Linked DNA regions of Mus musculus: all the other regions are linked to region 1. A link is a contact called in public Hi-C, HiCAR-type and HiChIP or PLAC-seq data. All regions are on one chromosome and are shown on one strand. The core of a region is the stretch at or near the end of the contact, and the rest is flanking DNA. Distances in the headings are between cores, read along the strand shown. Region 1 has its middle 520 kb from the start of Nyap2. Region 2 overlaps Rhbdd1 (rhomboid domain containing 1). Region 3 overlaps Rhbdd1 (rhomboid domain containing 1). Region 4 overlaps Irs1 (insulin receptor substrate 1). Region 5 overlaps Irs1 (insulin receptor substrate 1). Region 6 has its middle 68 kb from the start of Mir6344. Region 7 has its middle 4.2 kb from the start of Mir6344.

Region 1 (3,360 bases), core at 444-2,943:
GGTGCTCCGAGCAAATGAAAGTTCTCGGATGCAGAGCATCCCTGATGAAGAGCATCCTCTGCAGGCTTCCCCTGCCCCCCGGAACCCTTGACTTCCTGACAAACACTTTGCAGAGAAGGAAAAATACCAAGGCTTCTTCTTGGCTTTGATTTCTCTGCAGCAGGATGCCTTAGACGGAATGTGCTCTCCAAGTGTACAAGGAACTTTCACGGGGGTCGGGGGTGGGGCATCGCTGAGGACCTGCTTTCTGCTCTCCTCTCTTTGCATCTTAGGGATGCAATCTAAACTACCCTTGAAGGGATGGCAGTGACATCTCTCTGAAGTTCCCCTAAACAGGAATTCTGGGAAAGTCCTCTCAGGACCAACAAGAGTGTTCCTACAATGGGCATCCTCCAGATAACACTGGTTTCTCAGTATTGAGAACCCAAGGACCGGCTCTCTGAGTATGTGTTTGTTTCAGGAGCAAAGGCACCCCTACTCCCCACCCCCTACCCCCACCCCACTCCAGTTTTCTGCTGTCTGTCAGCTCTCTTAGCCTCTTCATTCCTCCCTTCTGTCTAGACCCAGGGGACCAGAAAGGAGACTGTGGCAGTCTCTAAGAATACAGTATAACAGGTAAAGCTATTTGTTTGGTTAATTTCTCTCAGTTCAGTTAGGTCGTTTGGTCATCATCATGGTACTCTTGTATTTTATAAAGAACTGCCAGCTCCCAACAACACTCTCTTTCTTCCCACTGGAAACAGAAATATGTCCTCTTCAGGAATTTTCCACTTAACAGCCCTGGCTTCCCCAGCTGTAGCCTCACACACCAACCTGCAATGCTGTATTTATTTCCACTGCAGTTTGTCGGTTTTCGTCTTTCTTTCTTTCTTTCTTTCTTTCTTTCTTTCTTTCTTTCTTTCTTTCTTTCTTTCTTTCTTTCTTTCTTTCTTTCTTTCTTTCTTATCCAGCACAATGAGTGGTATTCAGTCATTTTAAAGCCACTCAACCACCCCCTACATCTTAGCTCTTTTTAAAATAATGCATACTTTCGAACAATGTCAGGGAGAGCCAGAAGCTTTTAAGCGACATTACAGTTAATTAGTTATGTCGCCATCACAGAATCATCAGCATTCTGGTCGTCAACTCTCCCCTCTTCTTCCCTCCCCTCCCCATTCTACCCCATAATTTTCTCATCCCAGACCCCTTTCCTGTCCTGTAAATACATTAAAGACAAACCTCACGGTCCATATTCTTTTCTCCCAATTGTTTACTTTTGCAAATTATTTCACTTGAGCAATATTTACAAACTATACAACAGGCCTGACGCGATGATAAGAGAGGAGACAGATTGCTTATAATCTCCGCTATAAACCAGGAAGAGAGCTTGCAAATGTGTTCCCAGCCCTGCATCAGCAAAGGCTTGCAGCTGAGCCCGATCTCAGCGCCACTCCCCACCACTCAAACGCTGACTGCAAAATTGGGGGCCCCTAATGCCAGCCCAAGGAGTTCCTGGGAGGGAGGAGGCATCCCAAGTCTCTAGTCAATGCAGGGAAACGAGGGCATTTAGGGGAGATCAGTTGCTGGTTAAGTTACAGGGACATGATGCTAGCCTTCTCTGATGAAGATTGTAGGATCCGTGACCACAAAAGCCTGCAGTGCGGAGCTCTGCGGAGTCTGCGACTAGCAGAAGGAGGAGGAGCCAGGAGGAGCCTCCCCAGTCTGGCAGGGTGGTAGCTTCTCAGACAGTCTGGCCTAGGGGCGTCACAGGAGCACAGCTGAGTGTCTGTAGAAGGAACTAGAATTTCGAAGATATAGAGAGGGGGGAAGAAGAGAGGAGTTTGTTCAAGCTGGGAGGGCGGGCCCCAGGGGGCGTATGCAACAAAAGAAGAAATAGATTGCAGCCTTGCGGGACACCTAGGGTATTTCTTTCAGGGGGCATTACTTCCACTTTTAGGCAGGAACAAGAGCTGGGAGGCAAACAGCAGCACAAGCTGACAGCTCCAAGGTGATCAAAGGGGACAGAATGAATGTCTTGCTCTCAGAGCTATTTATTACAAAGAGAGGGGTGCTCCTGGCCACGCTGAAGGGGAGAGGGATTAAGATCAACTAGAAAGAGACCGGCCTGTGCCTGGCTCCTTTATGTAGGAGCGGAAAATGGGCATGTATATTTTAATATATGGATATTTAAGTGTAGTTGCATTTGAAGAATGGTATTCAGTACAGGTTTAGTCCTCTCCATGGACACCACACACACACACACACACACACACACACACACACACACACACACACACCAGCAGCAGCAGCAGCAGAAGCACCACCCCACCACCATCACCACCACCTCCACTACCACCTATATGATATCCTTATGACTATAGAGGAAAATTCTACCTCCCACTCCCAAATGTTACTGTACTTATTAAACCGTCTCAGCATCCTAAAATGAATGGCCCAGGACTGGGACATTTTTATCCAGACACACCCCCAAAGGGACACTAGCTAACTTTCTTGGGTGTAATTAACCTTAAGCATCAAGTACACACACACACACCACACACACACACACACACACACACACACACACACACACACACACACTTCCGTGATTTGGGGAGAATCTGTCTTTTTCTAAGGGCAACAGAGCAAGGTGTAAAAATACCCTTCTATATTTTAGACAAGAAATGCCTACCTATCCAGGAGGCCTGTATGTGGGTCCTCCTTAACATTTGGGCAGAGCTCTATATGCCTTGCAAACTTCAGCATGAGGCTTGGTCCCACAACAAAGGCATGGGAAGCAAAGAGACTTCCTGGGCATTAGGTGCAGTCTCCAGAAATACAACGTAGCTGTCTAAAAAGTCTTGCCTGATGTGGAACACACTTTTGTACACGATAATGTGGACCTATGTGTATGCCCACAGCTTTGTCTGCCTCTTTACACTAAAAGTTTACAAGGCAAAACAATTTAACAGCAACAAACAGACTAGCTTTTACCCAAATTCAATATAAAACAATGGCATCTTCCATGAGATCCCACTTGCTCCAAATTATTCCTTTCCCCAGAAGGAGTAAATTTTATGCTATGATCATATGCACCTTATTTTTGTGTACATATATGGAACCATATAACATTTAAACATCTTAATTCCAAATATATATAACTTGATTTTTGTGTATTTATGAGACAGATTTTAAACATCTAAATTCCATATATATATGACGATTTTATGTATTTATGAGACAGAAAGTTTTTATATCGGAAGCTATAAATATGTCTAATTCTTTACACAGCTACACTGTATTTTGTGATGTCTAGTTTTTATTAATATTATAAGTAATGCTGAAACTGATTCTTTAGAAATTTTTGAAATGCATATTGGA
Region 2 (3,360 bases), core at 325-2,824, 790 kb before region 1:
AGTCTCAGGGTGGAAGAAGAGGGAATATGGGAAACTAATTTATTGGTGTTCCAGCTGTACCTTTATTATCAACTTGCTCATTAGCATATAAATGGTGCCTTTCCATACATGGCAAGTGTGGGCTCAGAAAAATTATAAATTAATTCACATACAACTTTTCATGTCAATTTCCCAACATGTTTACATTGTTTATGGGACACTATAATGCTTTTAAATGGTGGTCCTAAATAGAAGCCTCCTACTTTCTAGAAGGAACCCACACAGAATTCTGATTTCTCTGTTACTCCTCTTCCATGGTCACAGATGAACAGTCATATGCAATACTTCTATTTCTTTACATGCACAATTTCACACCTAAACACGGTCTTAAAGGGAAAACTTTTGTCATTGAAATGAATACCCTGGACATGAAGAGAAGCGAGAAATAGCCAGTAATTTAAGGCAACCGTTGTTCTGCACTGAAATTGCTTTGAGACAATCTGGCAGATGGTACTTCTTTTTATTATTACAGGGAAGAAAGAAAGAAAGAAAAGCTAAGTGGTCATGCAGAATTAGCCTTAGCTATACATCTCTGTCCTAGCTGCAGTGCTCCAAAGCCAAGCAAGGCAGCAGCTGGAATTTGCATATGTTATAAATCACCAACTGCGTATGACTGAATTAAGCCAAGAAAGGCTCACATAGTCGCTCAGCTAAGATATTACCACTTTGTGTGTACTTATCAAAAGCAGGTCTTCCTCAAAGAGCTGTGTGTGTTTATCTCCCAGGAGTCCTTCATTTGTACAACAGGAGCCCTAACTTTCAAACACTCACCTCTCTATTCCACGGCACTTCCTGGCCATGCTTTCCTCCGACTGGAAATAACAAAACTATGAAATAACAGAACTGGACTGAGCAGTGGGGTGGGTCAACATCATCAAAGTGCTTCTGTAAATATGAGTATGTCACAGTGAAACCTTTTTTGTTTTTTTTTGCAGTAAATATAACTGATTTTAAAAGCACTGAATACAATTTAGTCCACCTTTCTTATAATTTCCCATACAATAAAATAATCAAGACAAACACTACCTTTATGTGCCTTCATGGTGCCACATAGAAAGGAGAAATTTGCAAGTTAACCACAACACCCCCCCACCCCATTTAAATCACACCTCAGCTGATCTCCTTGAATATATGGTTGGTAGAAACAGGACTCAAAGATATCAACAGCAAAAGCGCTAGATATTAATTGGGAGTCTATTTCTTTTCGGTCATGGCAGCCTGTCTCACTGTCAAGCCAAGGCTTTTGGAGTGCATTTTGCCTTGATTTCACATATGGCTAAGGAGCAGCCCAGCACACTGTCTGGTGTAGCGCTGCCCAATCTTCACAGGGCAGCCAGTGTGGATGTGGCCGTGTGCTTTTCAGAAACTTAACAGAAGATATGCACAAGCACCCCACACATCAGCAAGGGGTTCCAGATTTCACCAGCCCCAGGCCCTAGGTGGCAGACAAAAGTTGGAAAGGAGAGAAAGAACTCTGTGCCCAGTGCCAGCTGAACTTGGTGGCAGGCCATTAAAGAACAACAGTGGGGGAGGGGAGAAGAGATTAGAGAAGGCATGGGGTGGGGAGCAAACAAAAAACTCAGCGAGCTACTGTTCCTAGCAGGCGTCTGCCTTTTGACTCAGAGATGGCTCTTAACCAAGGCTTTCCTACTATGGTATGGTATCAGCTGCCTCCTGGACTCCTTTGTTAGTGCTGACTGCCAACAGGACAAGACAAAATTTCAGTTAATAGGGAATGAACTAGTTCTTGGAATAATAGCGATCTCTCTATTTCTTCTACAAAGGCTGCTTTGGCCGTGTTACTCCTGGCATGCACGTTAGGACTTGTAATTATGGCAGGGTACTGTTTGGAAATATTAGAAAACTCTAAGGTTAAAAAGTTGCTACTTTAATCCCATAACTTACCTTACAATGTGTTTAACTGAAGAATAGTATCAAACTAATGGTGTGGGTTTGTTATTCTTTCTCCCAACGAATTTCTCTTAGCTGGCTTTTTTTTTTTTAAACCCAAAACCAAATCACAACTACTAAACTAACATTCCTTATGGTAACAACAACTCATGAATCATAGAGAAATAAACAAGCACACAGCCTTTGGAACTACTGTTTCTAAAGTATCTTCAGTCAAAAAGTAAAAATAAACACAACGAATAATACGAAGCTTCTAAAGCAAACCCCTAAGGGGTGGTTGGCTCAGACCCCAGAGAAGGAGACACTACGTGGAATGCTGAGAAGTACACAGAACACCAGGCCTGCCCCAACAATAAACACAAGGGCCGGGCAGTCTAAACAGTAACTCTCCTCGGGTACAGACAAGAGCTGAGGAGTTAAACCACCAAACCCTAAGCCGAGAGTGGTATGTGGGAACTTGCTCACCGCCTCAGATTCTGCTGCCAGGAAGAACTCAGGAAGGGTAAAGCTGAAGACTGGGCAAGCGGGAGATCACAGAACCACGGGCACAGACACACTCCCTTTCAGACACTCCTAAGGGGCTTCAACTGGTCTCACAGAAGAGGAACCAGAGGAAGCAGCCCTGTCGCCTTAGTGACAAATGAAGAAGACATCGCCTGAAGGTGTGTATCTAACACCTCATAACCACTGTAAAGGACTTAACAGTAGTTATGTCATCTTCCTGCTAACACTGGCTAGTCCGAGTCTAACGAGCTCCTAATGTGACTGATTGATAATATTTAGTAGATAGAGAATAGAGAGACGCATCAAATGCCCCAGGAAGAAATAACCAGATAAAATGTAGACTTCTTACAGTTCAATGGGACTGGTGTTTGTGCTGGTTAGATTTATGCTAACTCGATACAAACTATATTCATTTGGTAAGAAAGAATTTCAACTAATATACCCAGGGCTGGGCAACCCTTAAGGGCACTTCTTGATTATCGACATAGGAGAGACCAGTTCATTGTAGGTGGTGCCACCCCTGGATTTAAAAAAAAAAAAAAAAAAAAAGCATACTAGATAAGCTGTCAGAAGCAAGCCAATAAACAGCACTGTTTCCTGGCCCCAGTTTAAGTTTCTGTCTCTAGGTTCCTGACTTGAGGCATGGTACCACCATGTGGTAGGGACTGAATTATTGGAAGGGAACCCAGGAAACACTACTGGTGAAAGTGTAGCTCACCTGCAGTGGGCATCCAACATTTTAGAGATGCCAGTATCATGGGGCAACCACGAAGGGCAGCAGCCCCTGTGGCCTGGTGCCAGCCTGATTCTCTGAGACAAGCTGTTGTCGCCTGCTGCAAAGGCAGAGCTGGAGAAGTAGAGCCCTTTGGAGACCAGAGGATTGTGAGTGAATCCCAGATTGTACCC
Region 3 (3,360 bases), core at 318-2,817, 770 kb before region 1:
TCTGACTGGCCTGGGCTTCACCATCAGGCATTCCACCAGCACCCATAAAATGACAGCACACAGACGCTAACGTGGCAGCGGGGCATTTTCTGGGTCACCTCTCAATAAGCTGCAGTCTGAAGACAATCACCGTCCCACTTTACAGATAAGCAACTAAATTTGGAATGTTTCTGAGCCCAGCGCCCCTGGCAGTGAGAAGCAAAAACTGGGTGTGGCGCTCAGTTCAGGGACCTAGAAAGGTGAAAACTGACTAGTAAATCCATGCCTGGAGGCTAAGGAAATGCCCTTCGCAGCCTTGGATGGATTTGCAGGTTCCTGGGAAACTTTAATTTGGATTCATAGTTTGCACAGAGGAACAAGAAAGCAACCACAGTGATGACAATCAGCCACAAAACCGTTCATGTAGCTCAAGCCTAACGATATCATACACAGGTTTGAACCAGAAAACACTTCCAAAACATAATCTATGCTGCTGATCTGCAGTGTTCAGCGAAGCATTTCAAAAACAAAAACAAAAACCAAAAACAATGCAGGACTTCTTCAACTCCTCTTTGATAGGGTGTCTTCAATCACTATCACTATTTTCTATACCTGTTTCTGCCTTTTCTCTGTTAGGTCTTAGCCTAACCTTAGAAACAATTACATAAAAACAACAACAACAACAACAACAACAACAAAAACCTAAGAAATCCAGATCAAAAGGGTGCTGGGGCCAGTCATTAAAATGAGCTCTGAGAATGCCCTTGAGCTATGTGTAGCCAGTAAGGAAGAAACCCCCCCAACCTCCCCCCCCCCCCATTCACCAGCCCAGCATCTCCCACTGGGTGGCAGTAGCTTAGGGTCCATGTGACAAAGAGGTGGAGCACTGTGGAGTGTCACTGCACAGTGTGTGCTAAATAGTCCATGATCAGTGAGCTCCAAGCACCTGATGGCTCTCATATGCAGTGTACTCTCAGAGACAGCAGGGTAGAATTTATAGATTTGGGTGTGTTTCTCACAGTTAGTTTCTTAGGGCAAACCCTTAAAGTTAACTGTAGGTACCAATGCTTCAGGTTTTCAGCACCGTGTTTGAAGACCAGTGCATTCCGCTTCACTCTACCGACCAAATTTCTCTGTGGGTTTCAGTCACTTCCCAAGCCCGAGAAACACACATGAAATATTCCATTATGAAAGCCACTTAACTCCTCAGAGATATGCAGATCAGAGAGAGGTCCAGTCACTCCCATTCTTATCCCCAGAAAACACCCACGCCAGTCACAAGCAGGAAGCTCCAGAGAAAAAAACCGCTTGGCCTTCAGAAAATCATAGTGCTTTGCTACGCTCTGCCAGGAGGGATGTGCGGTATTAAACTTTCCACCTAAGAGTTTTCACAGGAGGAAAAAAAAAAAAAAGGCTTTCTTTGTCACACCTTAAAAAAAGAAATGGGACAGGAAGAGCAAGAGAAGGGTGACTAATGATCCAATGATACATGTGGCTAGAACTCCCCGTGACTCTTGAGCGCCGCTTTCCCACTGCTGTTCAGCGCTTGAACACAGGAGCGACTTTGATTAGCTCCTTTCCAGTGGAGTTCTGCCACTAAGGGAGAGCTGGCGAGCACCGAGCAATCTATTGCTCACTCCCAAGTCCACTATCTCCCGTGTCTACTCGGTCGGCACTTCTGAAGCAGCAGCGCTCAGGGGAAGCAGAGGAGAGGCTGCCACCACAGCAGAGCCATCCTGTCAGACAAAGCAGGCAGGACCTGCTGTCAGGAAGCTAGCTAGCACTCTGTACTGTTCAGTATCTGTTGGGATAACTGCACCACAATTCTTTAATGGGAAAGCGCGAGCAGCAACAACAAAAGTCCATTCACACTGGTTACTGGAACCTGATGGATGGAAGGCAGAGTCCATTTTTAATTCATGGCACCTTCCTGTTTATGTAATACAAAAGAGGACTCCAAGTTTTTAAAGTCATTTTCAGCTGCCTGCATAGTGCTGAATTATTTAAAACTCATTTCACACACACACACACACACACACACCTCTGACAGTTTTTAAAATACTGTTTGACAAGAGCATTTCAGCATCTATAAAAGTGTGTGCTGCGAGAGCAGGTTCTGGGCACACTGTCTTTCATTAGCAAGTCCGAGTTATTTTTACCCGTGGTGGATCACACCTCACAATGCTGCTTTAGAGAAATGAGGAAAAGGAAGCCCCTGCCCAGAGTTCAAGTCCCTCAGTATCTATTTATACCACCTTCTAAGTGAGAGTAACTGGTTCATCAAAGTCCAGAAGGTAGGTAGCCTGGGCAACCCTCCCTGGAAGGGTACAGAGCCATGAACTCCCAACCGACACCAGGACTGAGTGTTCTCTAAGACCTCACTGAATAAAACCCAAAACTCTGAAGAAACCTAGGGATCTGGTTGAAAACAACAATTTCACCACATCAGGGAAACGCCAGGGTCTCGAAAAATTATATTCTAGCCTTTGAATCATGAAAACTCGGGCTTTTTCTTTACAAGAAAGAAAAAAAAAAAGAGGTTTGAGTAATAGGTATCTAAGTGTTTTTAAACAGTGTGAGATGTCTTAAAGCAGCAAACCGTATTCTCCCACAAAAATACAGCCCTAAGATGACCAGTCTCCTCCCTGTCTAGAGTGACAGCTTGGCCTTCAAAACTATTTACTGAAGTTTTCTTTCTACTTTCTTTTTAAAAGACTTTTTGTTTTACTGTTTTGCTTGCATCTCTGAGTATGTACTATGTGCATGTCTGATGCCTGTGCAGGTTAGAAGGCCAGACTGGATCCCCTGCAACTGGTGTTACAGATGGTTGTAAGCCACCATGTGGGTTCTAGAAACTGAACTTGAGTCCTTGGGAAGGGCAACAAGTGCTTTTAACACTGGACCACCTCTGCAGGCCTCACCCACCTTATTTTCTTGATAAAAGTCTGCCACAGGTTTGTCCACTTGATTAATCTCTTTCTCTCTCTCTTTCTTTTCTCCTTCCTTCCTTTCCTTCCTTCCTTCCTTCCTTCCTTCCTTCCTTCCTTCCTTCCTTCCTTCCTTCCTTCCTTCTTTTTTTAAGATAAGGTTTCTCTGTGTAGGTCTGGCTGTCCTAGAACTCACAAGCCCTGCCTGCTTCTGCCTCCTGAATAATGGGATTAAAGGTATACACCACCACTGCCTGGCAATGAATCTTTTCAAAACTGTAATTCTTCGTTTATCAATTCCATCATATTTGGCGCCTGTTTTATTAATTTTGTCTTTCCCTGCATTTGACCAGTTGTAGTCTTCTGTAGCTGTCTCTGTCTGCTGCAAAGGGAAGCTCCTTTGATGTGTGATCAGGGCTACACTCACCTGTGGGTGTAAGGATAAGTTTGGAAT
Region 4 (3,360 bases), core at 271-2,770, 680 kb before region 1:
TCCTATCCCCAGTGACAAATTGCTCAAACAGCTTCTAATTTGAACCAAAGTGAGACTTTATCTACTGTTTGAAACATATATGACTGACATCCATCTTTTTTTTTTTTTTTAACTGAGTGTGGTCCAGGACTGATGGAAATGAGATAGCTTATGTTACAAAAGAGAAACTTTCAAGAATATGAGAATGCATACTTATTCAGTGCTTATCAATATTTGCTCACCGTTGCTGACATTTCCTCATAAAAATATACTTATGGTAATTATGTTCATTTTCTTCTAGTTGTCTGGAATAAGTAGGAATGAAAAGTCTTACATGTGAAGTTACATATTTTCTTGGATATGGTATATGTGTTGTTTAGCTTTTGGAGTAAAACAAACCATTCTAAAACCAGATTCATTAAAATATCAAATATTTATTAAGTCTCAGTTCTGTGGGCTGCTATTTTTGACTCTACTGGGCAGTTCTTTTGCCTGTCTGCCTGGGTAGTCGGAGGTGAGGTAGAAGTTGCCCATCTTCAAATGATGCTCCAGGTAGTGCTTCCTGCTGATAGGGCCATACTCAGCGGAGGTTGATCAAGACTTCACCTGGTGTTAGGTGGATTTCACAGACAAGAGAACCAGTACTTGAGCATAAAGACTCTCTAGCTTCCTTGCCTGTCACATTTGGTCCTGTCCTGTTTTCTAAAGCCTAAGTCATACAGCCATGTCTAACTTTTACATTGTTCCTTGTGTCTGTATAACATGTATGTATGTATGTGTGTATGTATGTATGTATGTATGTATGTATGTATGTATGTGTACAATGTGCACACGTATGCCTATGTTTGCATGTTTGTGTGTGCAATAGTATTTAGAGGTCAGACGACAACCTCAAGTATTAGTTCATACCTTCCTTGTGTGTGGCAGGGTCAGACAGGGTCTCCTTGTCTTTTGCAGTGCGAACCAGACTAGCTGGCCTGTGAAATTTCTGTCTCACTCACCTTCCCATCCTGCCTCAGGAGAATTGTAGCTCCTAATACAGCCCAACCAAAATTAGAAAATTATTTAAAACTTAGGAAATTTTCTTTTTTAGGCAGTTGGGGGGGGGGGGAGGAGGCAGGGACTTGCTTGTACAGTTATAGCACATGAACTTTGTAGGTGACAACTTGTGTCACAAACTTGCAGATAGTCCTCAGGTGGCTGGCACAGTACCTAAGAGCCAAGGTGTCAATGGAAGGGAACCTAAAGGCAGAGACCCTCTTTTCTTCCCTCCCCTTCCCTTTTCTCCCTACCTTCCTCTCCTCCCCTTTCCAGTGGCTGACCTGCAGACCCAGGAAGTTGGACCAGATGAGAACCGGATTGTATGGGGAGAGGTGAGAGGCAAGGGCTGTAAAGGGACTTTTAAATGCATTGGAAGAGCCTAAATGCAGGTCCTGGAAGTACAGAGAAAGGGTTTGTAGGTCCTGGCAGTACAGAGATAGGGTTTGTTGAGTCTCAACCAGGGCAAATACTTTGCAGTGAACACTGCCCAGCCCTCCCAGCAGTCAGTGTTTACATTTTTCTCTTACCAGAATCACAAATGCCTTAAATGCTCTTGAGGTCAGAGAACAAAACAAAACAAAACAGGATGCTGTATAAAAATACATTTGATGGTGGGAGGGGATGGGCCTCTAGAGTATTATGTGCAGCTCCTTGAATTGGTGCTATTTATGCTGTGATTTTGGGGGCTCCCATCCACCCTTCCCTCCCACCTGCCCCCTTCCTCCCAATCCCAATGCACTTTCTGAATCGCAGCTAAGTGGTAACTCCCTTTCAAAGCAGGTCCCACTCCCCTGCTTAGGTTAAGGAATGTGTGTAAATATCATGCTTTTAAAAGAATGCATAACGAAATAATTGCTGAAGCTATTAATTGAATACCTTGGAAATCACTGAGAATATATTAAAAACCTTCTGCTTTGCCTAAACTTCGCCATTTGTCTGTGTGCCTCTGTGTGTGTGTGTATATGTGTGTGTGTGTGTGTGTGTGTGAGAGAGAGAGAGAGAGAGAGAGAGAGAGAGAGAATAGGGAAGAGGAGAGGGAGTGTGTGTGTGCTTGGGGGTTGGGAAGAAAGTTAAGTTAGGAGGTGGGAACTAGAGTGTAATGAAAAGGTAGCCTTCCTAAAACTAGGTCTTTAAAAAATATTTTGTAGCCTAAGCCTTTGGTCCCTCACAAGTCCCTACAAGGGACGACCTTCAGAAAGTGTGTGCGGGCTTGTTGTCTCTCTGCCTTTGAACTGGGTGAAGAATGTTTCTCGAGATGGAAAAATGAATGGCTGGTGCTTTTAGCCTGCAGCGTGAAACTCGCTGGAGGAATGTCTTTATGTTTTCAAAGCCTGCTTCTCACTCCAGTGTATTAGATGGGCACTTGAAAAGTGTCCTTGCATTGTCAAGCATGCCACACACACACACACACACACACACACACACACACACACACATACACACAAAGTCACCAAATTCGAGTTCATTCACTGGCTCCTTTTAGGTGGACTTTTTAACCACTGAGCCTCCTTTATAAGAATAGAGCTTCACTTGGCTCCCTTTTCACCCCACTGATAGGATTTACTGTTATTCATAGATCAGGGATTTTAGGTTCCCTTCCCCCTACTCAAGATGAATATTTAAAAAAAATAATGACAGAGGTACTTAGAAAACATCACTAAAGAGTTCTGAATAAATTTCCAGCATAAGTAAATTGTGTTTATGAATTATAAGTTAGAAAAAAATACATCTAAATGACCAGAAGGGCAGGGTAGCGTTTGATGTTGCAGGTTCGAGCATCCTTACCCCAGCCACTCTTTCAGAAAGATCTCCTTTTCTCGAGGTAAAGTGACAACTCTTATTCTTGTGTGGCTGCAGGCTTCCGGGCTTCTTTTCTTACTAAAAGTTGTGAGCTGTGTCTGAGTGGGCTCCATTGTCCCCAGTTGGTGCTCATAAAAACCCTTGTTAAATTGAAAACTTGTCATCAACAGTTCACAGAGGAACCTTTGATCACAGAAGGGGAAGAAAGGGTTTAGGAAAATCCCCTACAGAAACCAATCATGTGAATATATTTTAGAGACCCTAAATACGCTTTCATTTGTAAGACATTAAAAAAAAAGTTAGATTTAGTAATATATGTACTAAATGTAGGCAAAATGATGATAGTTTTATGGTCTAATATAGATGTGAAAATGTAGATAAGTTTTTTTTTTCTTTTTTTGACAAATGTCTCGTTTTGAAATTGCAATGTATCTTTTGTCTTGTGTGTGGGGTATGTGTGTACATGTTCTCATGTGGGGTGTGTGTGTGTGTGCGTGTGTGTGTGTGTGTGTGTAGACTACCTGACCAGTAAGCTCCAGG
Region 5 (3,360 bases), core at 396-2,895, 650 kb before region 1:
ACGTTGTTATGGAAAATCTGATGATGGTTGTGAAGCAACTGGGTATCCGGACACTTCCTCACATGCCCGGTCAGGGCTTTGCTTTCCTGGAGCCATCAGACTCCAGGGACAGAGCACACATGAGAAACTTACTTAGTGTTTAAGAGCAAAGAAAGGTTTGTGGCAATAGGTCCACATCCTTCCCTTTTGTCCAATTACAGAAACTGCGTTGCAGACATTTTTGCTCTCTCTACACCACATTGAAAAGGGGGCCATGGTGGAATTCAAATCCATTGGTTTGTATCCAAGCCAGATTTATAAACTCTGTGTCCTGTATTTCTGACCATTATAAACAAAATAAAACCCTAACCCAAAAAGTGATATGATGTTTCAATATAAACCTCAGAACTAATTAGAATGTACTTCTAGTAAGAGAGAATAATGTTGTCGAAACAACACCATGAATGTGAAAGAATTCCTGCCCATGACACTTTCGGTCCTGCATGTACCTTAGAGAAAGTTTTCTAAGTCTTGCTGCTTTGATTCTGTCGTGTGTGTGGACATATATATTACTTATGTTATTGCTGTGGCAAAAGCAGCTTAAGGATGGGAGAGGTTGCTTTTAGGATAATGATTCAGGGATATAGTCTATCATGGTGGGAAAGTTCCAGAAGCAGGAACAATAGGCAGCTGGTCCTGTGGCATCCTCAGTCAGGAGGCAGAGAGGGATGGATACTGTTGCTAAGCTCCCTGTATCCTTTTCATTCACTCCTGGATTCAAGTCCACATTTAGGCTGTCGAGAAAGTTCCTCAGCAACATGCACAGAGGTGTGGTGTGTCTCCTTGGTGATTCTAGATTGGTCAAGTTGTCAAAATTTATTAATCATAGTAACGTACGGTATTGATGGAAACATTGAAGGCATTTTGATTTACCGATTTCTAGGAGCACTATTATGCCTTCGGTGCCATTTGCTTTATTATTGTGCTCCCCCTTAATTGATTAAAGGAATGCAAAATGACTTTTTAAAAGTAACTTTAGAAGATTTTAAAATTACTTTTATTTTATGTTTATGAGTGTTTTACCTGCACGGTATGTGCACCATATGCATTCTTGGTGCCTACAGAGGCCAAAGAGGGTGACCAACGCCCTGGAATTGGAGTTACAGATGGTTGTGAATTGCCATGTGGGTGCTGAGATTCAAACTGCCCCCCCCTCCGAAAGAGCACCCAGTGTCCTTAACCCCTGAGCCATCTCTCTAGCTTCAGTTTAAAATATTTTGTTTTTGAGTTTTATTTAATCCATGATTGACTCCAAACCTTTCCTTACTGAGAAGTGAGCATCTCTGTTTAAATTTCTTTTCTCATCCTTAATTATTTTGAGCAGTTTCCAGAGCCTCATGCAAGCCAGGGAAGAAACTCCCCCTTCCCCCATGATGGCAGCACTCACCCTAGCAGGCCACAGAGGAACCAAATGGCTCCATTGCCTCCTTAGTAGATCTTGATATGTCCTTTTAATAAAGCTTGGCTTTCTTCGTTGGTGGTCTCCTGAAGTCACCAGCCCTGCCAGGTCTTTTGTGGCGACAAAGGAGGAATTGGAGCGAGATGGCCTCTCACATGTTGGCACTCCATCCTGGATTTTCTCCCTGGCAACTCTGTGCCCGTCAAGGTCTGGCCAGCAACCTTGTTATTTTCTCCAGCTCGATTCTCCCCATGTGACTGGCAGCAGGCACGAGTGGTATTTAGGCAGGTCCATTAAAGCATTGGTTTGGCCTGCTTGGTTACCCTTTGCCATTTAAGATCATGGAACCCAGGCTTGCCAGCTCAGTCTTGGCCAGTTTGAAAAGAAGTTTTCTTTCTGGAGCTTAAATGCCTTTCCATTTTCCAACATCAAATAGCACTATCTCAGTCCTTACCTCTAACCTTCATTCCACTCTTTCTTTCTTTTGGTGTGATCTCCAGGAGGATTTAGAATAGACAGTACTTTCACACTCTCTATTTTCACCTGCTTCCAGCTTGCCTTGATACTTCCCAACCGCACCTTCTAAAGCCCAAATAGATTCTCCTGTGCACCAAACTTTTGAATCTCTCTGGTCATAGCTTTCCTTTTCCTTACGTGGATGGTTGGCAGGGCTGGCAGAAGGAATGCTCTGGAGTGCTGTTTAGTTCTCTGGTACTTTGTCAGAGTTCTGACTGTCAGTCACAGGATCCTATTAGTGTTGCAAGTCTAGCAAGTAGAGTGACACTTCCATGTCCCCATCTCAGATTGTGTAGTAACAAGTGTTATAACTAAGGGATACCTGTTCGCTGCAAGAACTGCAATGCCATTTGCAACTGGTGTGTTTGGATTTGCTATTCTTTAATTTGGTGGGCTTGTTTACTAGACTGAGGAATGGTTTAAAAAAAAGTTTTCTCAGGGTATGTTGTAGATGAGCATCAATATATCAACATTCTAGAAGATGTGAGTTTTGAAATAGTCATACCAGGTGTTACTATTGCAGCAGCAGCAGCAATGGGGTGGAAGCCAGAGGAATGGATGATTGTGGCATGAACTTGGAAGTAATTGTGTAAATAAGAGAATGGCAGACTTGGAAACTGAAGGTTATGTCTCCCCATAAAGTGCCTGCTGTGCAATCTTGAGCCTTTGTGTTCAGTGTCTAGAGCCCACTTAAGAACGCTGGGCATGGTGGTGTGTATAGGTAATCCCCTCGTTGGGAGGTGGAGACAAGAGGATCCCTGAGGCTTGCTGGGCTGCTAATATAGTTCACTCAGGCGAATTTCTGATTTAGTGAGAGACCTTGTCGTAAAAATACGAAGTGGAGAACTGATGGAAGAAGATACTGCATGTTGCTACCTCGGGCATCACAGCTCCCATCTTGGAGCACAAACCAGTGCTCAAGAGGCATTTTTGAACTCTCGAACTTCTCTCTTCATTTCCCAGTTGGGGGACCAAAACCAAGACAGCAGAAGCTCACCTCACATTCTGACTATAAACAATGAATTAGGAACATGGGAGAAAGGATACGATCTTAACGAGAATGATTTTTAAAATGGGCTAATAATTTCATGTGTTCCTCCCTCGCGTGCTTTTAAGTGCAGAAGTATGATTTGAATGTTAGTTTTCTCTTTTTAGAAGACACTTAAAAATGAGTGCAGAATTACAAAATCTCAAACCCTTTATGAAATTAGGATAACTGATTTAACAGTTACCCCATAGGTACTGGGCATTATAAATAACATTTTTCCCCTTCTGTAGATCTTTTATATTTTATAATGTTCTGTATTGTATCTTTTCTAAAAACATAGACTTATGTTAAATGTAACACTAATATGCTGTTTTGACACTATTTTTGCCATGCAGTAGACTGAACCCAGTAGCTTGTA
Region 6 (3,360 bases), core at 272-2,771, 610 kb before region 1:
AGCTTTATAGATTTTACCGCAGAGTTTTCATTTCAAAGTGGATGGTTTCCCTTGTCTGTGGGGACATCTCCAATACCACTCAGAATCATTATGTTTTGATTTTGAATGGAACAAAGAGAAGAAGAATTTATAGGCGGGATGGGGTGCGGGGGTGGGTAGGGACCAATGAGTGAGGGTGGTGGAAAGAAGAAAGGAAGATGTCAGAGCTCATGATGAGCCTTGAAAGGGGAATTCAGGCTAGTGAATAAGAAAAATTATGTCCATTCATAGAGCCGCTGTTCCCACGAGTAGGATCGTGGCTTGGGTATTTACATAAATGACTTATACTATTCGTTTCGACAAATTTTTCAGATGGCAAAATGGAAGTGTAGAAGGTACTCAACCCCTTAAGATGTGTGTCCACTCCCCTCAAAACAGAAAAAAAAAAAGCCTGGAGATCCACAAAAAGTTGTCCACCTAGCAGAGCACCCCCTGTCTTACCCCACCCTCCCCCGCCCGCCCCGCTGTAATACTCCTCAAGCTAACTGGAGAAGCAGGTACAGACCAAGAGATGTGTGTCAAGACTCTGGATCCTTTTGAGACAGATGAGAAGAGGCGCCGAGGAAGGGTTGGATGGGTTACTGGCGCTCCCACCAGAGAGGTTTTGAAAATGAGTTACAGTTGGTCAGGAGGGAGAGAGAATTGGTCTCAGGGCAACTGGCTGGCAGCAGGTACTGGGTTTTTCATGGGCTGGGAGTTCCAAGCACACTGAAGACTTTCTGGGCTTCTGTGTTAGTAAAAGAGGAAGCCCTTGAGATAACAGGGGAAGGTTCATCTGGCAGCACTGCTGGGAATGCGCCTGCCCGCCCTGCAGTTTGTGGGATGCGGAAAAGGTATCCCCTTACGTCTTCCAGTTTGCTTCAGTGCATGTTCTCAGAGAGTAAACATATAACACAAGAGCCGTTCAGCTTGTGGTATTTGTTATTTTTGACATTCCTTCCACTTTCTATGAATATTAAAAACGCTTTTGATCTGTCTTAAGCATTTCTTAGTGTTATTGGTTCCTCATTAGGACAGTGTCTTCTAAAGGTCTAATTCATGTGACTTCTTTAATATGAGTAGCTTTCTACTTTCTCTCTCTCTCTCTCTCTCTCTCTCTCTCTCTCTCTCTCTCCCTCGTCTTCTTTTTTCTTTTTCCCTTTTTCTTTTTCTTTTGCCACAGTTCAGTGTGGAGTTATAGTACTATTGAAAGAGAGAGAGAGAAAGAGAGAGAGAGAGAGAGAGAGAGAGAGAGAGAGAGAGAGAGAGAAACGGTTTCCTTGTAGTATATTTATAACTTCCTCTAGATTTAGAGCTTCATGATAGTGGAATAGGAAACTAAATATAACCCATGTTGTTTGTTTTTCCTCAGAGGCCTTTTGGGCCTCAAAAAGAAGGGAGGAGAATGTGAGCTTTGTGGAAAAGGCTTTAGTGTGAATGAGCAGCTGTATGCACCTCAGAGAGACAGTTTGTTGCTAAAAATAGAGGCTCTCTAAGAATAGCAACTCAAAGCATTTAATACCCAGATTCTGCCTGGGCAGAAATAAATTCCAGAGGAGTGTGTGATTAAGGAACGGGACTGCAGAAATCATCAGAGCTGTGGCCTCACAGCTAGGTTTGCATAATGCCACACCAGCCTCAAACAAATGTGCTTGCTACCAGTGCACCAGCCTTTTCTGGTCTCACCACAAAAATTAGGGTTCAGAGTAACAATGAAACCAAAAAGAAAAACAAAACAAAACAAAATACCAACAGTGCACAAAAGGGTATTTTTAGCAAGCTGAGCCAAATTGTTATTGAAATAAAGGAAACCGGGACAGCAAAGTAAGAAAGGCTCAAACAACAAGAAGATGAAGCCTTATGTTGGTGTGTGGTAATAGCTGGCTAAAGCATCCAGGTGGTTCACAACAACTTACCCCCGGCCCGGGGTGGGGGAAGTAGCTCAGTTGCTAAAGTCCTTGATTTGTAGGCATAAGACCTGCGTTTGAAATTTAGAACTCACATTTAGAAATCAGGCAGGGCATGATGTGGAGTCCCCTTGTTGAAGCAGGTAGATCCACTAGGCTCACAGACTAGCCAGTCTAGTCTACTTTATAAGTTCCAGGCGAATGAGGGGCCTGACTGAAAGAAAGCAAGATGAACAGTGCTGACAAATGACGTCCAAGGTTTTTTTTTTTTTTCCTGTCTTACACACACAGACACACCCAGACCCAGACCCAGACACACACACACACACACGTACACACAGATTGGCACACATAACAAAGAAAACTAATGTCTATTTCTGTCTTTTATAAAAGATTAGCTTAAGTTTATTTTTCGTGTATGAGTGCTTGCCTACATGTATATGCACTATTTGTGTTCCTGTGCCCTTAAGGCCAGAAGAGGGCATTGGATACAGATAGTTGTAAGTTGTAGTATCAGTGCTGGGTTCTGAACTCCTGTCCCTTGCAAGAGCAAACAGCTCTTCTAACTCTTCAGCTCCCATTTCTGCATTTTCTCATTTGTTAAATGAAGGTTCCTGGGCTATAATGCCCCATTTCTCTCATTTCTCATCTGTTCAGTTAAGATCTCCAGGGCTGGTATGTACCAATGGTAGAATGACTGCCTACCTTGATGGTTAGCTTTTAGTTGTCAGCTTCACAAGACATTGAATCACCTAGAGAGAGAGAGAGAGTCTTATTGAAAGAGTGTGTTCACTGGGTTGGCCCCTGAGCATGTTTGTGGGGGATTGTCTTCATTGCATCAATCGATGTGGGGGACCTACCCTAAATGTAGGTAGAATGCTCTGGTTGCAGTTCAGATGAAAGGACATGAAGAAGGAAAGCTACCATTTGCTCAGCTGGCCTTCCCACTTGTTGATGAATTCATCTACTCTGTTGCTGCTGCCGCTGATAATGGTGATTCCGATTATGATGATAATTCTTTTACTGACATTAGAATTAACTTCTTTGAACTTCAAACATGGACTGTAGATCAATAGCTCTTCAAGAACATTTCAGGCTCATGGCACCAGATTGAGACTATGAAGACACATAGTCTTGTAGACTGAGCATACAGGGTTCTGGGGCTCTGTGGTATGAGAAAGAAATTGCCAATCTTAGCAAGTCAGTCAGTCTAATAGTTCTCTTTTAGTATCAATTCATTGTATCAGTTCCTTGTATTCATTGTATTCCTGTGAAGAATCTTGACTAATATACCTAGCAAAGGAAAGGCTCTGGGTTCTTGTCTACTCTCCCTGCCCTCCCCCACCCCCACATGCACAGGCACACACGTATGCACATGAACTGAAAGCAAAACAATCTAGAGATCTGCTTTCTGTGATGGGTTCAGATATCTATG
Region 7 (3,360 bases), core at 374-2,873, 540 kb before region 1:
TTATAACACTCAAAAGCATGTTGTATTATTCATCACTTTCCTCCCTGTCATGACTAAATACCTAACAAGAACCAACTGAAGATAAGAATGGTTTATTGTGGCTCCCAGTTTGAAGGGGCACAGGCCATCACTGTGGACAGGTATGGTGGAGGGAGTGTGAGATAGCTGGGTACATTGTGGCTAAAGTCAGACACAGAAAGGACAGGAAGTAGGGCTGGGCTAGTAAACTTTAGAGCTGACTCTAGGTGATTCAGTTTGTCCATCTAGGCCCTACTTTAAGGTCCACCTCCAGTTGAGAACCAAGTGTCCAAACAGTCAAGCTTATAGAGACAGGTCACAGTCAAGCCACAGCACGTGTTAATTTGTTGATGTCTCCTACTCTGAGATTGTCCAATAACTGATATGCTAAATGGTTTGAAATGGTAAGTTTGTCTTAAAATTTCATCATAATGTCCACCTTCCCCAAGTAAACCGTGCACTGATATTACAAAAGATGATTAGTTAAATAGGTTTTATGTGAAGAAAGCTACTACTTTTTATGCTGTGAAACTCCCCCTACTCTTATTTCTTGACATTAAGCAATAGGAAGCAGGAATGAAAATGGAAAGACATGCCAGAATGGTAAAAAACCTGCAAAGCAACAGAATAGTCTGTAGGTATGCAGTGACTTCCCCTGCCTATAAAAAGAACATAGCTGGCCTTTTACAGTATAAGGCTGTGGTAGATCTAGTTTAACTCCTCTTAAAGGTATAAAGGTGCTTCAGCTTGCAGGGTAAGGGTCAGAATCACAGCTTGGCCCTCTTCTGCTCTGAACTGTTTTGAGACATGTTCATCTAGAGGTGGCTTATTTTTGCTTCTGGTGTTAAAATCACAACCTTAGATATGAACATCTCTCATAAAGGGCTACTGTTAGGGCAGAAAACACATTCATGAATCCTTCTGGGGTCTTGTTTAATATAGGTGATTATTTAGTGTAACTAGCAGAATTTCCAAGCACATTTGTTTTGCTTGTGTGCATGTTTGTGTAGCTATAGGTACATTACATACATACACTTGTATGTGCGTTAGGACCAGCATATAGCCTGGGATGTTGCTCCTCATGCTCTTTCCACGTTGACGTCTTTCTTTTTTGAGACTAGTTTTCTCACTGGCCTGCAGCTTGCCCAGTAGTGAGTAGGGTAGGTGAGCAGTGAGCTCAAGCTTCAGGGAGGAACCTGTTTATGCCTCCCCAGCCCTGGATTATAAGTGTGCATCACCATGCCTGGCTTTTTATTATGTAGGTTTCACAGATCAAACTCAGGTCCTCATGCTCCACGGAGCTATCTCCCCAGTCTCTCCAAGTACATCTTATATGTAAAAACCACTGCGTTCCCAGGAGCCAGTCTGCTTTGTCAGCATTTCTTATACCCTCCTCTCGTCTTTTGTTTTTGATAAAAGAAATAAAATGTCCATGGTTCTTTTTAATAGAAATTTACACATATAAACTCAGAACAAAGGACTGTTTTGACAGCATGGAGTTCTAAGAAAGCAGGGCTCAGATGAAACGACCAGAAAGTGCCATTACATCCATGGCTCAAGGAACAACAGTGCTCGGCTGATGTATTCCAGGCAAACCCCACAGCATAAATCTTTAATACCACTGCCTTTCATGTGACATTTTTATATAAAAACTGTTTGCAGAGCAGTGTAACCTTTTCTGGTGTTCGTTCAAATTAATCAGGGCTGCCCAGGCCTCACGTTTCACCGTATAACTAACTGCTTGAGATACGTCAGCAAATACTATCAACACATTTTGATTTGGCTCCTTGTTTGGAGTCTCACCAGAACCAAATAAGGGGTTGACATACCAGTTTTCAAACAAGGTCAACGGTGAGGCTGCTGCTGCTGTGCTTAGATAGACATTCTGATGCCTGAGTGCCAGCCTGCAGTGTTTGTGCAGTGGGCCAAGGCCAAGGCTTTCTCTTCATAGCAGGTATAAATTTTGACTTCATAAAAAGTCATAAATTTTAAGTTTAGGACAAATTCTCCGTCTGTCTCTATCTCTCTATGTGTGTGTCTGTGTGTCTATCTGTCTCTGTCACACACACCACCACCACCACCACCACCACCACCAACAACAACAACAACAACTTACACACACTACCACCAAGGAGGAAGCATTCAATTTTATTTAAGTAACAGAATGCTAGTTAAGGAGTAAATAAGCTTATTTCTTCATTAGAAATAAGCTATACAAGTCTAAAATGGATATATATTTAGAACCATAGATCTTAGAATATTTACTGAGGATGGGTTTTCCATTTATTGAATAATTAGCAAAATATTTTAGAAAATATTTATCTCACTGTACATGACTCTTGATTGCAAACCAATTGTTATTTTTTGAGCTTACCTGACTCTAACAAGAGTTTTTAGAATGAGGATTTTGATTGACCCACTCTTCTGTGGATTTTGAGTCACCAAGGATATAGGATAGATACACACACACACACACACACACACACACACACACACACACACAGGTCCATCTATTGCTAGCTCTATGCTTTTGCTTGGACCTTCTCTGCTTGCCTTCCCTCATCTTCCTTGGAGGTTGTCCAATGGCCTGCAGAGTGTCAGAAGCACATGGCCTCAAAGCTTACGGCTATAGAGAAAGAGCAGTTGCTGCCTTCAAGAAGAGTCTGGGACTAGCATAACTGGCTCATTTTGGGGCAAAGCCAAGCTGAGGTAGGCTTGGATCTCCAAGCGGCCTCACTTGGATCAGAGCTGCTATTTTAGCACCACATGGTGTACTGAGACAGCCATTGAACTGTGCTCACTCTCCAAAGGCAGGGATGCTGTAGGGACCATAAACTAAAAGTAAAAAAGTAAAAATAAAAATCTGCCCATTATAGTAGCAGAGAGTCCTCAAGTAGACTCCATGTTCACTCATGATGATTGGTTTAGTCTTCCTAGCTACCTAGTCAGGGAGTTCAGTTGTGGAGCAAAAGCATCAGGGATAATGGACTTATATGCAAGAACATAAGACTCAGCATACAGATATACAGTTAGGTTTGCAAAGTAGCAGGCTAACAAAGAAGAGGGCTGGTGTTTAGAAGAAAGTGGATTTTATGAGGAGGCATACAAATGGATTCTAGGCTACAAACATACTGAGAGAATCCATTTCTTATTCCAGCATGCTGTTGTTTCAAAGTGGCTACCTTTCAAGAACTGTACAATGTATCAATAGCTGGGATATTAAGACTCTGACATAGACAATGTACCAAGCAAAACTGTACACTTTAGATAAAAAACAAAAAACTGAGTTATACATCTTCTTTTCTGCCATGCTAGGGAATTGAACTCACTATGGTGAGTGCT

Evidence for each region. A called contact is a pair of places that touch in the nucleus more often than the background predicts. HiCAR-type assays count read pairs that join an accessible place to other places. HiChIP or PLAC-seq counts read pairs in DNA pulled down with a chosen protein or histone mark.
Region 2: a HiCAR-type map of astrocytes shows a contact between it and region 1, with 4 times the contacts expected there. The contact joins two enhancer-like sites. A contact is called at or near these places in 1 of 39 promoter capture datasets (cranial neural crest), 2 of 115 datasets of contacts at active chromatin or transcription factors (astrocytes and trophoblast stem cells) and 1 of 9 other capture datasets (embryonic stem cells).
Region 3: a Hi-C map of cerebral cortex shows a contact between it and region 1, with 4 times the contacts expected there. The contact joins two enhancer-like sites. A contact is called at or near these places in 1 of 484 Hi-C or Micro-C datasets (cerebral cortex), 1 of 115 datasets of contacts at active chromatin or transcription factors (trophoblast stem cells) and 1 of 9 other capture datasets (embryonic stem cells).
Region 4: a contact with region 1 is called in a HiCAR-type map of astrocytes, with 2.5 times the contacts expected there. The contact joins two enhancer-like sites. A contact is called at or near these places in 7 of 39 promoter capture datasets (cranial neural crest, embryonic stem cells, frontonasal cranial neural crest and 3 more), 29 of 484 Hi-C or Micro-C datasets (the AML12 cell line, the C2C12 cell line, adipose-derived mesenchymal stem cells and 17 more), 18 of 115 datasets of contacts at active chromatin or transcription factors (the 230-238 cell line, astrocytes, craniofacial prominence and 13 more) and 1 of 9 other capture datasets (embryonic stem cells).
Region 5: a HiCAR-type map of astrocytes shows a contact between it and region 1, with 5 times the contacts expected there. The contact joins two enhancer-like sites. A contact is called at or near these places in 4 of 115 datasets of contacts at active chromatin or transcription factors (astrocytes, embryonic basal ganglia, forebrain and 1 more).
Region 6: a contact with region 1 is called in an H3K4me3 HiChIP or PLAC-seq map of embryonic basal ganglia, with 5 times the contacts expected there. The contact joins two enhancer-like sites. A contact is called at or near these places in 1 of 15 datasets of contacts at CTCF or cohesin (pro-B cells), 3 of 115 datasets of contacts at active chromatin or transcription factors (astrocytes, embryonic basal ganglia and large pre-B cells) and 1 of 9 other capture datasets (embryonic stem cells).
Region 7: a contact with region 1 is called in a Hi-C map of uterus, with 2.4 times the contacts expected there. The contact joins two enhancer-like sites. A contact is called at or near these places in 1 of 484 Hi-C or Micro-C datasets (uterus) and 2 of 115 datasets of contacts at active chromatin or transcription factors (astrocytes and craniofacial prominence).

What each region holds. Positions count from the first base shown.
Region 1 is chr1:81,592,109-81,595,468 of GRCm38.p6, reverse strand. No RefSeq gene overlaps it. Among named protein-coding and RNA genes, the nearest start is that of Nyap2, 520 kb to the right of the region's middle. Within about 2 kb of position 1,693, at least 153 of the 459 cell types and tissues checked have an H3K27ac peak or open chromatin away from gene starts, as enhancers often do. A contact at or near this core is called in astrocytes, cerebral cortex, embryonic basal ganglia and 1 more, where this site is marked.
Region 2 is chr1:82,384,190-82,387,549 of GRCm38.p6, reverse strand. The region is part of intron 6 of Rhbdd1 (rhomboid domain containing 1); the gene reads right to left. Among named protein-coding and RNA genes, the nearest start is that of Gm46095, 14 kb to the right of the region's middle. Within about 2 kb of position 1,574, at least 54 of the 459 cell types and tissues checked have an H3K27ac peak or open chromatin away from gene starts, as enhancers often do. A contact at or near this core is called in astrocytes, where this site is marked.
Region 3 is chr1:82,357,353-82,360,712 of GRCm38.p6, reverse strand. The region is part of intron 3 of Rhbdd1 (rhomboid domain containing 1); the gene reads right to left. Among named protein-coding and RNA genes, the nearest start is that of Gm46095, 13 kb to the left of the region's middle. Within about 2 kb of position 1,567, at least 59 of the 459 cell types and tissues checked have an H3K27ac peak or open chromatin away from gene starts, as enhancers often do. A contact at or near this core is called in cerebral cortex, where this site is marked.
Region 4 is chr1:82,272,686-82,276,045 of GRCm38.p6, reverse strand. All of the region lies in intron 1 of Irs1 (insulin receptor substrate 1), which reads left to right. Among named protein-coding and RNA genes, the nearest start is that of Irs1, 17 kb to the left of the region's middle. Within about 2 kb of position 1,520, at least 10 of the 459 cell types and tissues checked have an H3K27ac peak or open chromatin away from gene starts, as enhancers often do. A contact at or near this core is called in astrocytes, where this site is marked.
Region 5 is chr1:82,241,741-82,245,100 of GRCm38.p6, reverse strand. The region is part of intron 1 of Irs1 (insulin receptor substrate 1); the gene reads left to right. Among named protein-coding and RNA genes, the nearest start is that of Irs1, 48 kb to the left of the region's middle. Within about 2 kb of position 1,645, at least 17 of the 459 cell types and tissues checked have an H3K27ac peak or open chromatin away from gene starts, as enhancers often do. A contact at or near this core is called in astrocytes, where this site is marked.
Region 6 is chr1:82,198,287-82,201,646 of GRCm38.p6, reverse strand. No RefSeq gene overlaps it. Among named protein-coding and RNA genes, the nearest start is that of Mir6344, 68 kb to the right of the region's middle. Within about 2 kb of position 1,521, at least 67 of the 459 cell types and tissues checked have an H3K27ac peak or open chromatin away from gene starts, as enhancers often do. A contact at or near this core is called in astrocytes and embryonic basal ganglia, where this site is marked.
Region 7 is chr1:82,134,459-82,137,818 of GRCm38.p6, reverse strand. No RefSeq gene overlaps it. Among named protein-coding and RNA genes, the nearest start is that of Mir6344, 4.2 kb to the right of the region's middle. Within about 2 kb of position 1,623, at least 7 of the 459 cell types and tissues checked have an H3K27ac peak or open chromatin away from gene starts, as enhancers often do. A contact at or near this core is called in uterus, where this site is marked.